Regions from separate parts of the Oryctolagus cuniculus genome. Here region 2 is linked to region 1. A link is a contact called in public Micro-C data. All regions are on one chromosome and are shown on one strand. The core of a region is the stretch at or near the end of the contact, and the rest is flanking DNA. Distances in the headings are between cores, read along the strand shown.

Region 1 (6,548 bases), core at 1,342-3,841:
ACCCTCAGGTCCACCTGTGAGTGCCGACTGTTCCACTTTCATAAATTCGGTTAAAAATATACTCGGGCTGCAGTTCGGATCTTCTCATGTCCTCCAGGTCCTCACTGCAGAATTCAGATGTAGTTCCTTAGCATTAGGAAAAGAAGTTTGAGCAATAGGATTTCCACAAGGAACCCTTAATTTCACTAACAGACTCTCTGTTTTCCATTTAAAAGCAGCTTCATTGCACCAGTGATCTTTGTTTTGGTGTTCTTATCAATGGGAAAAGAAAATGTCCACACCATTAAAATAAGGTTTCTCTCCAGCGTATTCACAAAATGCTGAAGACACGTCCATATGTAGATGCTTTGTTTCACCACCAGGGGGCATTGTGGTTTGACTGTCCATTTAAGCTGCCTGTGTTCTATCAGTTTACCCAGAAAATAGAAGGCCTGGGAGTATTTCTGATTCCTTCCAAGAAGGAATCATATCTGGAAGAGAACAGATGTCGATTCCTTTTCCTCACTTGCAAACAGTAGTGTTGTCAAATTCGCTAAACTTAGCCAGTCGAAGATTAACATGCAATATATAATATGCATGTGCCTAACTGTACAATAAATAGTAAATCACATTTTTATGCTTTCTCTGAACTTGGAAGCTGCAAGTTATTTTTTTCTATTCCCTGGGTGTGATGAAATAAATAACATTCAAATACATTTTAAATATGTCAGTCAAGGAAAAGAAAAAGTACTTGGCAACTGTGTTTGAGAGATTTCTTCTATGATTAATTCTCCTATTAAGTTTTAATGACTTTAAAGATATAAAGCTAGAAACCATAGAAGTAGGCATGGTTAGCCGGCGCCGTGGCTCAATAGGCTAATCCTCCACCTTGCGGCGCCGGCACACCGGGTTCTAGTCCCGGTTGGGGCGCCGGATTCTGTCCCGGTTGCCCCTCTTCCAGGCCAGCTCTCTGCTATGGCCAGGGAGTGCAGTGGAGGATGGCCCAGGTGCTTGGGCCCTGCACCCCATGGGAGACCAGGAAAAGCACCTGGCTCCTGGCTCCTGCCAGGATCAGCGCGGTGCGCCGGCTGCAGCGGCGGCCATTGGAGGGTGAACCAACGGCAAAGGAAGACCTTTCTCTCTCTGTCTCTCTCTCTCACTGTCCACTCTGCCTGTCAAAAAAAAAAAAAAAAAAAAAAAAAAAAAAAAAAAAAAAGAAGTAGGCATGGTTAATAAATAACCAAAACACCAGGTGTATAGAAATACATCTGTGGAAAAATGAAGTCATATATTCTCTAGGATGCCTTAGGGAATGGCTCTTTGGCAAATCTAGGGAGCATATTATCCCCGAAGAGGGGAACGTTTTGAAACAGTGAAGTCAAAGATACTCTTCAAGGAAACCCTCGGAGAAAGGTACTGTCTCAGACTCGCGTTTGTAGATCAAGTTAGTTTGTCAAGCAGTGTTCATTAGCAAGGTCTGTCTCTTGGAATGCATCTGTCCACTTCAGATTTTAAGGAAACCTTGTATGGATTTTTCTAGTACTTGTCATCCTTTGTTTTCAGAGTTTTCTTCCCAGGTTCACATGGCATGGGAGGCACATTTCCTCTCGGTTGTTTCACAGATGCTCAGAGGACTGGCCCATCCCTCAGTGGGAGTCACGGTGCCAGTGGCTTCGTGATACTATTTTTTTTTTGGTCCTTGAGCACCTAGAATTTATGTACTATGACTCGGTTTATCCTGAAGATCTCTCTATGAGTGCACTTTCAACTTCTCACCTCCAGTGCTTAAGCTGAGCCTTTGAGAAACCAAAGGCACATGAATTAATGTGAATACTCATCAGGAAGAGTTGTAGAGCCCCCAGAAGAAGAATGGGTGCATTTGTGCCCAAAAGGAGATAAGTGGTGCATTTCACACAATTCCTTCTGTTCTGTGGGCTATTACTTTTCCTGAATTTTTCTGAGCCGACAAATCACAGTAGATTGGGAACATTCACAATAGGGAGCCCGCACTCTGTGAAACTTGAAATCTAAAGATCTTTTTAAACACAAAGAACTTATTTTTTGAAAGTTTGTGGCCCATCCCAAATGAATTCTGGTTTGTAGCCTATAAAATGTGTGGAGTGAGAAAACAGAGAATATTGTTCCTTTCTGTTTATATTATTTTGTACTGAGGGAACACACTTGCCAAGAGTTCCAGGCAGCTTCTGGCTTGACAGCATCTTATTTAACTGGCTTAGTTTCTAGAATAAAGCTAGGATCTACCAGAACCGTACCAGGGGTCTACCTGGTGCTCAGGTCACCCCTGAGCTGGAGGAGACTAGAGCAAGTAAAAGTAATTTGTCTCTCTGTGAAAATCCCCCTCCGTTTTAATTTTTAGGACAAGTATTTGGCCTTGGCATCCAGAGAGCCTGGTCCAGTGCTGGAGATCGAGCCAGGCTCCAGAGCATTGCCGGACCACAGGTCCCAGTGACTTGCCTCCCCCAGAAATAAGGCTTCCTCCTTGCTCCTGAACACTAGGGAGTCTGGTTAGCAACACCCTCCTTCCTAGTCCTGGCCAGGCCCTTGGGCTCTCACTAGCACACTGAGCACACAGGCTGCAGGCTGGAAGAAGCCCCAAGCATTTGGCCAGGAAGAGGCAACTTGTTCCAGCTGGCCCACGCACTGTGCTTTAAAAATTACCCAGATGAACTGATTTTGTAGAGCGAGTGGGTGGAAAGGCTCCAGGGCCGCAGAGGAAGACTGGGCCTTTCTCTCCCTCTTGAGAGCAGTGCGATTTGGAAAGAGAAGCACACTTGCTTGGCTGCGCCCCAGAGGAGAGACATGTTGTGCAGGAGCCGTGCTGTCCCTGCTCAGTGCAGCTAGACCCCTGCACTGAGGGGTGCCCCACTGAGGACCAGGTTAGTCTGTGCCCAGGACACGCTGGCATAGGGCCGCCTCGAGTAGGAGGAAGAACAGGCTTCAAGTGTTGAGACAGTGGCTTCTGTGGACGTGAACAGGCTCCAGCATAAAGCTGAGGCATGCCTGTGCTCCCTGTGGATACACAGGCCGTGTTCTCTTGGCCTGGTGCCCGAGCGTGTTCTTGGCACATGTCCGCATTCTCTATCTCTTTCGCCTTACGAACGAATCGGGTCAGTGACTTAGCCTCTCTGTCAAATGAAGAGTAGAGCTTCTACAGTCTTAACTCTGATTTTAACCCAGGAGAAAGGAAAAAAAAACACTGGAGGAGAATTCTGCACCTCCTTGAGCTCCATTCCCCCCACCCCTAAAAGGTGGATCCAGATTCTCCAAAAACTTGTCCGTCTGTCCATCCATCCACGTGTACACTGGCACGTGGCAGCCCAGGTGCCTCCTCTCACACCTGCCTCAAGCCTGGCCTGTGATGCCATGGCTGAGAGGTGGGAAGGACATTACAGTGTGGACTCTTGTTAGAGGGTCTGTCTTCTTCATTAATAATAATTAATTGTTACTTGCCCAGATCCTGTGTTATGCTAAGCCTGAGTTCTTTTCAGGCTCGGGTGCCTTGTAATCTGTGTTGTTGTGAACCCTGGAGCAGCAAGATCTTTCAAAGATGGACAACATTATCTTGAATAAAGTAATAGACACAGATAGTGTCGTAGGTTCTTTCAGCCACCAGAGAGCAAACGAAAGATCTCAGTACTAGGACTCTCTTGGGGATACAGAACATGTCCTCCCCCCCCCCCAGTATGTGTGTGTGTGTGTGTGTGTGTGTGTGAGAGAGAGAGAGAGAGAGAGAGCGCGCGCACGCTATTTTTTGAAGATAAGATAAACAGTAATATATATAAATTTTTTTTCTGGGCAAGCACCACAGATTGGATTTCACATTACAAATGTCATTTGGGCCTAGGAAACATGGATGTTTATTATAAGCAACTGACCCTTGGCGATCAAAATAAAAAGTGAGAGAGAAACAAACCATGTTTGTGACAAGTGAGAGGATATTCCAGTTTGTATCTCATGGATACTGTATAGCTCTGACACTCCCAGGGAGTGCTTTGGAATTCTTCTAGTCTTGTTGGCCCATAAAACGCCGTGGTTTTTATTTATTTTTTTGAATACATGGAGGGACACCCACATTGTGCCGTACCACACACCTTATTCTCGAGAAAGGCATGCGGCATCTGTGTCACCCGTGTGCCACCGCCGTGTTCAGCATCCTTTGAGCAGCATTGATGCTCCTGAGCCAAATGGCGGTGTGCACCGCTGAGTGCGGGGGCATGTCTGGATTATCGTAGGAAGGCGAGGAAACTCAGTCCTGCTGTGCTCCCACGTGCCAACACCACTCAGTGCTGGTGCTGCCTGGCTGGGGGAACCGCTTCCAGAACCGCACCTCAAGAAATACGGTGTGGAAGAGCCTCCTAAACTGCCCCTCCTTTTCTTGAGCTCACACAGCTTATCCCTCTAACTGCAGGACGCTGCAGGTTGCTCCATAGAACGGGGTGAACCAACTTGGCCTTGACATCAGGGGGTCTGGGTTTGCTAGACGCCCTCCACACTTGGCCCGGGTTCCAGGCTTTACTTCTGAAATCAGTTTTTGCCTCCAACAGCAGCAAATGATGAAGAGCACAATAAGGTTACTCGCAAATCTGAGGAGCAGCCGAAAGCGGACCACATCCTGCACTCCAGGGGAGCAGAGGGAAGGCTGGTGGCCAGGCGGGGGAGGTGGGAAGCGGAGCGGGAAAGCCTCCAGCCAGTGGCTCGCTCTGCAGATCTGTGTGCTGTGACTGGAGCCGTCTGTGTCTGTGGGGCTGGCCTGCTGGCTGGGCTGGCCCACTCAGAAGCACGAACGCCTTCCTCTCTGTCCCCTTTGTCTTTGTCAAAACTCCCGACTCTTCAGAAAGGACCGTATTTAATTTTTTCAGCTGTTCCATCTGGATCACGGATGGCCAGCTACATTCAAAAGCATCTCCCTCTCTCAGAAGAGAGTGAGGGGGTTGAGCCAGCAGGACCGCAGGGTGAAGGGTGTGTGTGTATGCATGCCTGTGTGCTCTTGCACAATTGGCAGTTTCTGGTGTCCAGCGAAGCCCTTCATTCCTGTTGACCTTGCACTGGGTAGTAACGAAGTCGTGCAGATAGTACTCGGGGCTCCGCACTTCCTTACGGTCTGGCCACTTTTGACTGTTTTCTGAGGTTATCTGGATCTGTTGTGTGCCTGTGCTGGAAATGTCCTGGAACACTGTGAAATTGCACAGTGCTCTCAAGCCCTGCCCCCAGGGTCCTTGTCTTGGCAATTTGAAAGCCACAGCGGCATTATTTATGCCACAGAAATAGGCAAAAACTACAACTCAAGGCTCGACTTTTTAAAAATATCATCTCGACTTAGAAAGTGATTATACTGTTAATAATGCAGATTAAATTGAAGAGAACATGCTGTAAACATCACACTATGAATAGTATAAAAAATCGTGGGAATATTCCCTCAGTGCATTAAAAAACCTGTTATCCGATTCAGCACAGAAATCGCTTCGCCATTGAAGAATGAGTGAAGAACCAAAATATGTCTGTCTTTACCGTTTGACCCTCATCTCACTGATTAACTCAGAAGTATCAAGCAATAACATCAGCTGCAGCCACAGCTTAGCTGTGGATGCAAGGGTTCAGCACAAATCACAGCACTCCCTGAGAATCGGTGAGCTCTGTGGAATTATAAATAAAAACTATAAAATCATAAACATAAACTATAAATTGGAAATAATAAAGGATATGGCATTTTTTTTTCTTACTAATGGTGTGCTATACACCCTTTCCAGCAGGAAAGCATAAACTAAACAGACACCCGTATATTTATACACTCAGGTTCGTTTTTGGAGAGCCAATTGTGAAGCCTTTACCAGAACGCTGGACTCAGTTCAGTCAGCTGCTGACTTGAGACAGTGTTTGAGATTTAGTGATGAGTATAATGAGCCCGCCACGCCCGTGCTGGCACAAAGTCGCTAAGCCACCAGGATGGCCATTGTTAGTTGTGGACATTGCTCCCTCTGGATGTCACTGTGGTGTGGACTACACTGACAGGTGGCGGTGCACTCTGGCCAGCAGCAGCCCCACCAGGGGTGGTGGGCTGCTCAGCATGCATGTCCCTAGTCCCATGTGTTACTTTTCAGAGAGCAGAAATCCTTGTCCTCCCCTGCCTCTTGGTGTTCACAGTCCCTCCAACAGCTTGTGCACAATCAGGAGCCGGCAGAAGATGACCGTTGTGGTTGTGGAGGCAGCTCATTGCCTCCCGTTCCCAGCATATCCGTGGTCTGCAAGCATAACCAGTGACCGTGTCCACTACAGCAGACCTGTCAGCGAAGCTTGCAGGGCTGCCTCTGTCCAGCCACCTTGTTCTTTGAAGAAGCATTTGGAACTTCTAAGAGCCCTAGAAAGATGTTCACAAGACATATCTAAGTGAAAACAAGGGACAAGGGGATACTTTGGTATCCCATGGAAAAGGACCCAAGGGCCTGCAGATGCCTGGGATGCCTCAAGCATGTCTATTGTGAATGTCATTTGTGAGTCTGAGCCAGGCATTCTGTCTCCTAAGCCTGTTGCCTAAGAAATCTCCAAGCCCT
Region 2 (7,004 bases), core at 119-2,618, 960 kb after region 1:
AGGTGCGCCTTCTGCTCGCTGCCCGAGCCCGGGCTGGGCGCCGAGAAGCTGGGGGAAGGCGGCACCGAGCTGCACGGCGTGCTCATGGGGGTGGAGGACAGCGAGCCCCCGGCGATGAGACGGCCGCACTGGCTGATGATGCGGTCGGTCTCCACCGGCTCCTTTTTCACTTCAAACTTCATCAGATCGAAGTCATTAACATATTCCATGGCCAGGGGACTGGTGGGCAGGTCGGAGTTGCTCATCGCCAGTTCCGTTGCCATCCTCCTGCCGCCGCCGCCGCCGCCGCCGCTCCGCCAGATGGGCTGCAGGAGAGGGGCCAGCGGGCTGTGCTGGGCGGCGAGCGGGTGAGCCAGCTTGCCGGGCTGGGGCGCTTCTAGCTCGCGCGCCGGCGGCTGGCCCGGAACCTCCGAGCGCGCACACGCCCCCCCGCCCTGCCCGCGCCCCCCGCGCCCGCCCTCCCTCCCCGCCTGCTCACGCCAAGGGACTCGCTCGCTCGCTCGCTCGCCCCGGCCCCTCCTCGCCTGCTCGCCTCCGTGCGCGCCGGGCCGGCGGCTTCAGGCTGGGGGAGGTCCTCGGCGAGCTGCGGCGGCGGCGGCGGCGAAGCCGGAGGAGCCCGGCCCGGTGCGCGGCGTCCCCCGCTCGCCGCTCCGCTGCGCGCTTTGCATAAGGAGGGCTCGGCTCGCCGGGGCGCGCGCGGCGGCCGCTCGGGGCTGCAGGCGCGGCGGGCGCTGTCCGGGCGGTGCGGGCCTTGGCACGGGGGAGTTAACGCTTCATGCTTCTCGCCTCCGCGTCTCCTGGCTCGCTCGCTCTCTTTTTCCTCTTTCTCTCTCTCTCCTCTCCCTCGCTCTCGCTCCCTCTGTGCACAGTGCAAGACAGAAGTGCAGCCTGGCTGGAGGGAAGGGAGCGAGGAGTTAAGTTCCTTCTTGCCTTGTTTCTCTCTCTCTCCCTCTCTCTCTCTCCCTCTCTCTCAAAAGCAAAATCGCGAAGTCCTGGGGAAAGGCGAGGCAGAAGAGCCAAGGGGGAGGCCGAGCGGGTGAGCGGCCCGAGCTACAGCGCGAAGATGAAAAAAGATTTTAAAGCCTGTGATCCAGCAAGAAGAGTTTAAAGCAATTGCTGAGTTTTATAGCACTCGTGACGTCAGGCCCAAATGGGAAATTGACTGGCACTCTGGGCCAATGGCAGGCTGCGAGCGCGGCGGCGATTAGCATAATAGTATAGAAACAAGGAAACTTTTCGGAGCTGTCAATCAGGGCCCAATCAGCTGACTGTCAGCTGGGACGGGCTGGCTTAACCCTTGCCGCGCCGCGCTCCCCGGGCGCGCGAGCCAGGCCCCGCGCAAAGTTTGGCGCAAGAAGAGTAGGGGTTTTCAGAGGGACTGCGGGAGCTCGGGCGGGCCCGGGAGCACCGATCGCTGCTCCTCTCGAGCGCGACAGGGGCCGGCCGGCCTTCCGGGGCCCCCAGCTCACCCTCTGCGGCCGGCGCTGGCACCCGCCGGACTCCCCGGCCCTGCCACCTCCCACCCAGTCCCCAGCGCCGCGCGTCGGCCTGGAGGCTTTTCCTCCTCGCTGCACCTCTGGCGTCCAGGTGTCGGCTGGGGGACCCTGCTTCCCTGGACAGCTCTGTGGTGCTCCGCGCTCAAACTTGGCTCCAACTCTGTCCCTCTCACGGTGTCGGTGCGCGGGGTAACGCGCGCCGCGCTGGGGTAGGGGCTGCGCGCAGGACGCCGCTCCACCGCGCGCCGGCCCGGGGCAGCTGGAGGGGTCCTGGGGGAGGGAGCGGCCCCGGCACAATCGCCTTCCACAGGCGATGGGTGAGCTGGGGCCGTGGGTGTAGGCCCCCGGCCGCAGGCGCGCGCGCCCCTGGCAAGGGAGTGCGGCCGCGGCTGGAACTCTGGGAGCTGGAAGTAGCGTTGGGGGTGCTGGGTCCTCGGCTCCCGACCCCGGCCAGAGCGTGGCCTCCAAGACTCGCACCCCTAGCCCTGGTTGGGCCCCCCTGTTTTAACCAGGCCCTGCGAGCGTTTGGCCGAATTCCTCCAGACTTGCCCGCGGCAAGACCCCAGTCCACACGGGTTACCCTCAAAGGGTTAAATTTTAAGCCACTTTTTCTCGGTTGGACCTGGAAATCTGGAGTGGGGGTGAAGTGGGGGGCGTTTCCCTCCCTCCCCACTGGAAATGCTAATAACCGGTTTAGTTTTTCTCAATCGATTGTTTTAAAGCTTAAGAAAAAAAAAAAAAGGAAAAAAAGAAAGAAAAAAGAACCCGACAAGTCTGTTTCTAAGATTTTAAAGCGATAGGCCAGTCGGAGACGCGGGGATTCATTTGGGATTGAGAGACACTGCTGGAAGCTCACCCCGCGTTTGCGACACCGGGCAGCCCGCTTGAAAGTTGGCACGATTTGTGCAATTAATGAGACGCATTGGGCGTTAATCGTATTTATTTGACTTTGCGGGAGAGGTGGGGGGAAACGCTAGGAAGGGATGCATTTAAAAAAAAAATTTTTTTTTTTTAATTCTGAAAAGCCCGCAGGAGGATCGAAGAGCGAGAACTATTGTTGGACCTGGTTGGTTTGTGCCTCAACAGCGCCACCTTTCGGCAAAGGTCAGTGGACGGCGATGCGCGGCCGGTTCCGCCGCCGCGGGGAGAAGCTGCCTGCCCCGGGCGGGCCGGCGCGCAGAGTGGGTCCGCAGGCGGCGGGCGCGCAGAGTGGGTCCGCAGGCGGCGGGCGGCCCGGGCCTCGCACACAAGGGGCCGGAGACCCGGCTCGCAGGCCCCGGACCACAGCAGCCCGCGGGAGTCCTTGCGGCCGAGCCCTCTTGGCGCGCGTCCCCCAGCACCCCCCAGCACCCCGTCCCCCAGGGCCCCCCAGCCCCACCCCATCACCTCCCCAATAACAGCCCTAGCCCAGAGCCGGGCTGGGTTTCCAGCGGGCTTCGCGGCGCTCTGGAGAGAAGTAAAGTTCTCTAACTCTGGGCGGTAAGATGAAGTGCGTTGCTAGAAAGTTGTTTATCTGCAAAGTAATTCCCGGGAAACCTGACTTCTGTCACCGAGTCCTACATTAAGCCGGCTTCTTGAACCCGGCGCTTCGGCGCGCTTGCACCCACCCGCGGCGGCGGCGGCGGCGGCGGGCTTCGCCGCTTATCGCCAGGCCTGCGGCTGCAGGCTGCGTAGACCGGGGCAGCCCTAGCCTGCGCCGCGCGGGGCCTGGCAGCCCTGGGTCTCAGCAGACCCGGGCATCCCGGCTGGGAGAGGCCCCAGGAGGATGGCGGGGCCGGTGCTGGTCCTCAGGGGCCTGCGCCCAGGGTATTCCGAATTGTCTGCAGAAGCAGTTCTGACTTTGTAGGGCACAGAGCCGGGAGAAAGGGTGAGGATTGTCTCCCAATTCCCCGGAAGTTAGGGGAAGGTGCTGGGTGCACTCCGTCCTCTGCCTCAACGACAGGGGCACTGCACTGTCCCGAGCCATCGTTTCTTTCATTTTTTAAAAAGAATTATTAGACACAAGTGTCTGAAGTTTATATATATATATATAATATAAAATTTATGTATAAGTTGGGGGTTTAGGATAATTTTAAAAAATCACATAGTTTTGTTGACAGCTCTAAGGTATGATCCATGCTTCTCCCCCTCCCCTCCCCCCCAAAAAATAAGAAAAAAGCATTTCTGGCTAGGGACATTGAAACTTCTGCACTTGTAAATAAACAACATTTTTTAAACAAAGTTGGCTAATGAGGAAGCCGGGGCCCTACAGATCGGCGGCGGCCACATACCCAGTCGTCTCCAGCACACATCATTTCTAGAAATGCCCATCTTTGGCACGATCGCTTTATTATCATCTGCGCATTTTCTAGGGTTTATTTTTGTGCACTGCTGTCAAGCCAGGGTGTTTTTCTTTCTCTTATTGTAGATTCTTTTATAGTTCTCTCGTTTTCTCTTGGGAAAAAAAAGAGAGAGAGAGAAAGGGAGAGAGGATCAGGATTATTTTTCAGATGTGTAGCCCTGGTGCTCTCTGGGGCTTACAACTTAATTCTCACTTTTGTCCCTTTTACTTTATTATTTAGTGATTCACAGGGGTGTCTAAACATTTACAGTTCTCTGTTAGTGGCGTTTCTTTTATAACAATCGAGCCCTCTCATTTTAATTAGTACTATTCAGGTTTCTGAGGCTCTACAATTACAACAGGACACATTTCTTTAGATTTCTTCCCTAACTTTGTTTCGCTTCTGTCCAAGCCAATCTAATCCAAATACAATATGAACTGTGTTTTCTTACAGCTTAATACCCCCTTGCTATATATAGCCCAGTAATCTCTGTAGAACAATATACAGTAATTCAGAAACCGTGCATTTGTCATTATTGACCAATTCAAACCAGTAGCTGTGAAGTCTCTGAAAGCGATGAATATTTATAGAAGATTTTTGAGGGGAGGCGGCCATGGGTCGAATCACCGAAAGGGTTGCGAAAGAGTCAGCATCAAAAACACAACTGTAGTTTCGTGCCAGTCCACGCGTAACAACTTCGTGCCAGATGAATGTAAAACCCTTGCGAACAAATTACAAAGACTGAAAGCTAAAGGGAACACATTTTTCCTGATTGTTACACCAACTTAAGTGCATCACACCAAAATCGGACATAAATATATATGTGTGTGTGTGTGTGTGTGTAAAATATGCAGAGAACAGGATGCACCAAACACGGCGTCTGAACTCTTTGTTTATCTGGGAACTGATTTTTCTAGGGCAGAGCTGACCAGCGTCCACTACATTTCACTATGAAACAACCTGAATTGATCTGCGAAAGAGTTCTTTAGAGGAACTGAATGATGAGGCGCCCGCTGTTCTTAGGGCTCGTGTTAGATAAATCCTTTTAACAGTCTTCAGTTAGCAGGGTAAGTAAGTCACAAATCACTGTTCGCAGATTCATGGAAGAAAATTAATAGAATCAGACGCGATAATCTGATAAGGGTAAACTTGCTGAGGAAACAGTCTTGCCTCACATCGGAGGCTCTGAAACAACAGTCTGATTACTCCGAGTCGTCATGAATAGGTGAATTATGTGTTAAATAATCATCAGAGTAATTCAGCATTTATTAATTCTTTTTCTCTTTAAGCAATTCACAGTTGTAAGTTAAAGCCGCTCTCTCTTTGAAGACACATCTTTTATAATTTTTATTAGAGGTAATTTATTATTTGCATTACCTGTATTTACTTCATAATTGAACATTTTGCATTCAAATTTATGTAATGCATTATGCTTGAGAATATATTTCTGCCTGATTAGCATAAATAGTCACTTACCTCATGAATTACTAACAAAGTTTATCTTAAAATATAGGTTTTTTTATTAAGTGGAACGCAAACATATGTACAATAAATTCTGATTTTCCGGTGCGGTTAGAGAACAACTAACATTTGCTTACCGGGAGGAGGAAGCAAAATAGAGACAAATGAGGGGTGGAGGTTTCTTTCCCAGGGTCTCCTTTAGATGGGGCGGGGGGTGAGCCTGGCGGGGGCGGGAGGAGAAGCCGAGGGGAGGAGGCAGCCCTGGGCTCCTCATGTATTGTTTGCATTATTTTTTGGGTGCTCTCAACATGAAATGTGGGCCCCATCATCAGTGGTCTCTCCCTTAGTGACAGCAGGTCAATAGCATGGACAGAGTTTGGGGGGTTTGTTGATTTTATCTTGATTTCATGTGTGTTTTGTTTTTTTTTGTTTGTTTGTTTTGTTTTTGGTCTCCTTTTGTCTGCAGCGTTCTTCCCAGGCTGTGTCATGAAATACGTGTTTGTTTTACACACAGAGACGTGGAAGATCCAGGTGTGTTCCCAAGCGAGGACTCCCGGGAAGGTGGGCCAGACGGGGGCCAGCTCGCTCCCCCTTCCTTATCCCACAGAGGCCCCCACAGTGGCCTGGCAGATGGGAGGCGCTTGATGAATGGCCTTGTGTATGCTGTCCACGAGAGTGTTAAATGAAAGGACTTCTGGGTTCAGGCCGTACAAGGGATGTAAGATGAGGGGGCCACCCCGCATCCACACATTTCTGTGCTGTTTCCGTCTCCCTCTGCAGGGCAGGGCCATCTCCCTGGGTTTTCCTTTTCCTTCGCCGAGGGGCTGTTGATGACGACGAGTCCGTCAGCATCCCTGTGGTCCCTCTTTGCCACTTACACTGGTGACGGGGTTTCTCTCCACAGCGTTTATCCCTTCAGTGATTTCTACTGTGGTGAGTTCAAAACTGACTTTAAAACAAAACAGGATTGGAACAAGGGACGAGTGTAGGCTGTAACTTCCTGCTCGCTGACGAGAGGACAGATTCATGGACGACGGTCCCTTGTGAGTTTTGCTCTCCGTTATTCCTACCCCCCAGTGATGGGGGCGTGTCCTCCCTCGGTGGGCACCATCAGAGGCTGACCCAGAGATTTTCTTAACACGTGTGCTCTGAACTCCTTTGGCTGGGACCCCTTATGGGGACCTTTATTTCTGTTCTCAGTGCCATTGTGGGTGTGGCCAGGCTTTGTCAGGCATTGTTCTGTGCACTACAAACACCAAACGTGCCCAGGGACGCCCTCCCAGCACCGTGTCCATTGCGACAGAATGTTCCAGATCCTATGGAGAACAGAAATCGGGCTGAACACCTCTACCACCCACAATAAAAGTTAAAGGGACAGAATGGACCTTCTGTTGCTATTATTTTTCTTTATTAGTTTTCTTACAGTGATGTCTTCTCTGGCAAGCACAACAGAAATAAGCTATCAAACAAAAGGATGGCTAGTTCTTCTCTTCACCAAGACCCCTGGCCTTGGTGTCAGCTGTTTCCATCTGCAATACTTAGGGTGCCTATGTATACTTTTAACAGAGTGGCCTCGCCGCAGCTGCACAGTGAACACCCTTTGAAATGCACTCACGTTTACAGTCTCAAACACTGGTTTTGAGCACTTCTCTGCTCTTTGAGCGAATTCACCTCGTGGGATCTTAGACTGCGGTGGGGGTTGGGGGGCAAAGCTAGAGATCCGATC

What was found. Hi-C and Micro-C count contacts between places; a contact is called where the count stands out from the background.
Region 2: a contact with region 1 is called in a Micro-C map of ear pinna, with 8 times the contacts expected there. The contact joins the promoter of MAF here to the enhancer-like site in region 1. A contact is called at or near these places in 3 of 6 Hi-C or Micro-C datasets (ear pinna, psoas muscle and an unstated tissue).

Annotation. Positions count from the first base shown.
Region 1 is chr18:60,850,495-60,857,042 of mOryCun1.1, forward strand. All of the region lies in intron 8 of WWOX (WW domain containing oxidoreductase), which reads left to right. Among named protein-coding and RNA genes, the nearest start is that of WWOX, 400 kb to the left of the region's middle. Within about 2 kb of position 2,592, at least 4 of the 8 cell types and tissues checked have an H3K27ac peak or open chromatin away from gene starts, as enhancers often do. A contact at or near this core is called in ear pinna, where this site is marked.
Region 2 is chr18:61,811,602-61,818,605 of mOryCun1.1, forward strand. MAF (MAF bZIP transcription factor) reads right to left here and starts at 1,369. Exons shown (of 2, transcript XM_051847318.2): 1 at 1-1,369. The coding sequence starts at 263. LOC103348530 (a long non-coding RNA gene) reads left to right here and starts at 4,891. Exons shown (of 4, transcript XR_001793467.3): 1 at 4,891-5,173; 2 at 5,745-5,809; 3 at 6,183-6,321; 4 at 6,479-6,662.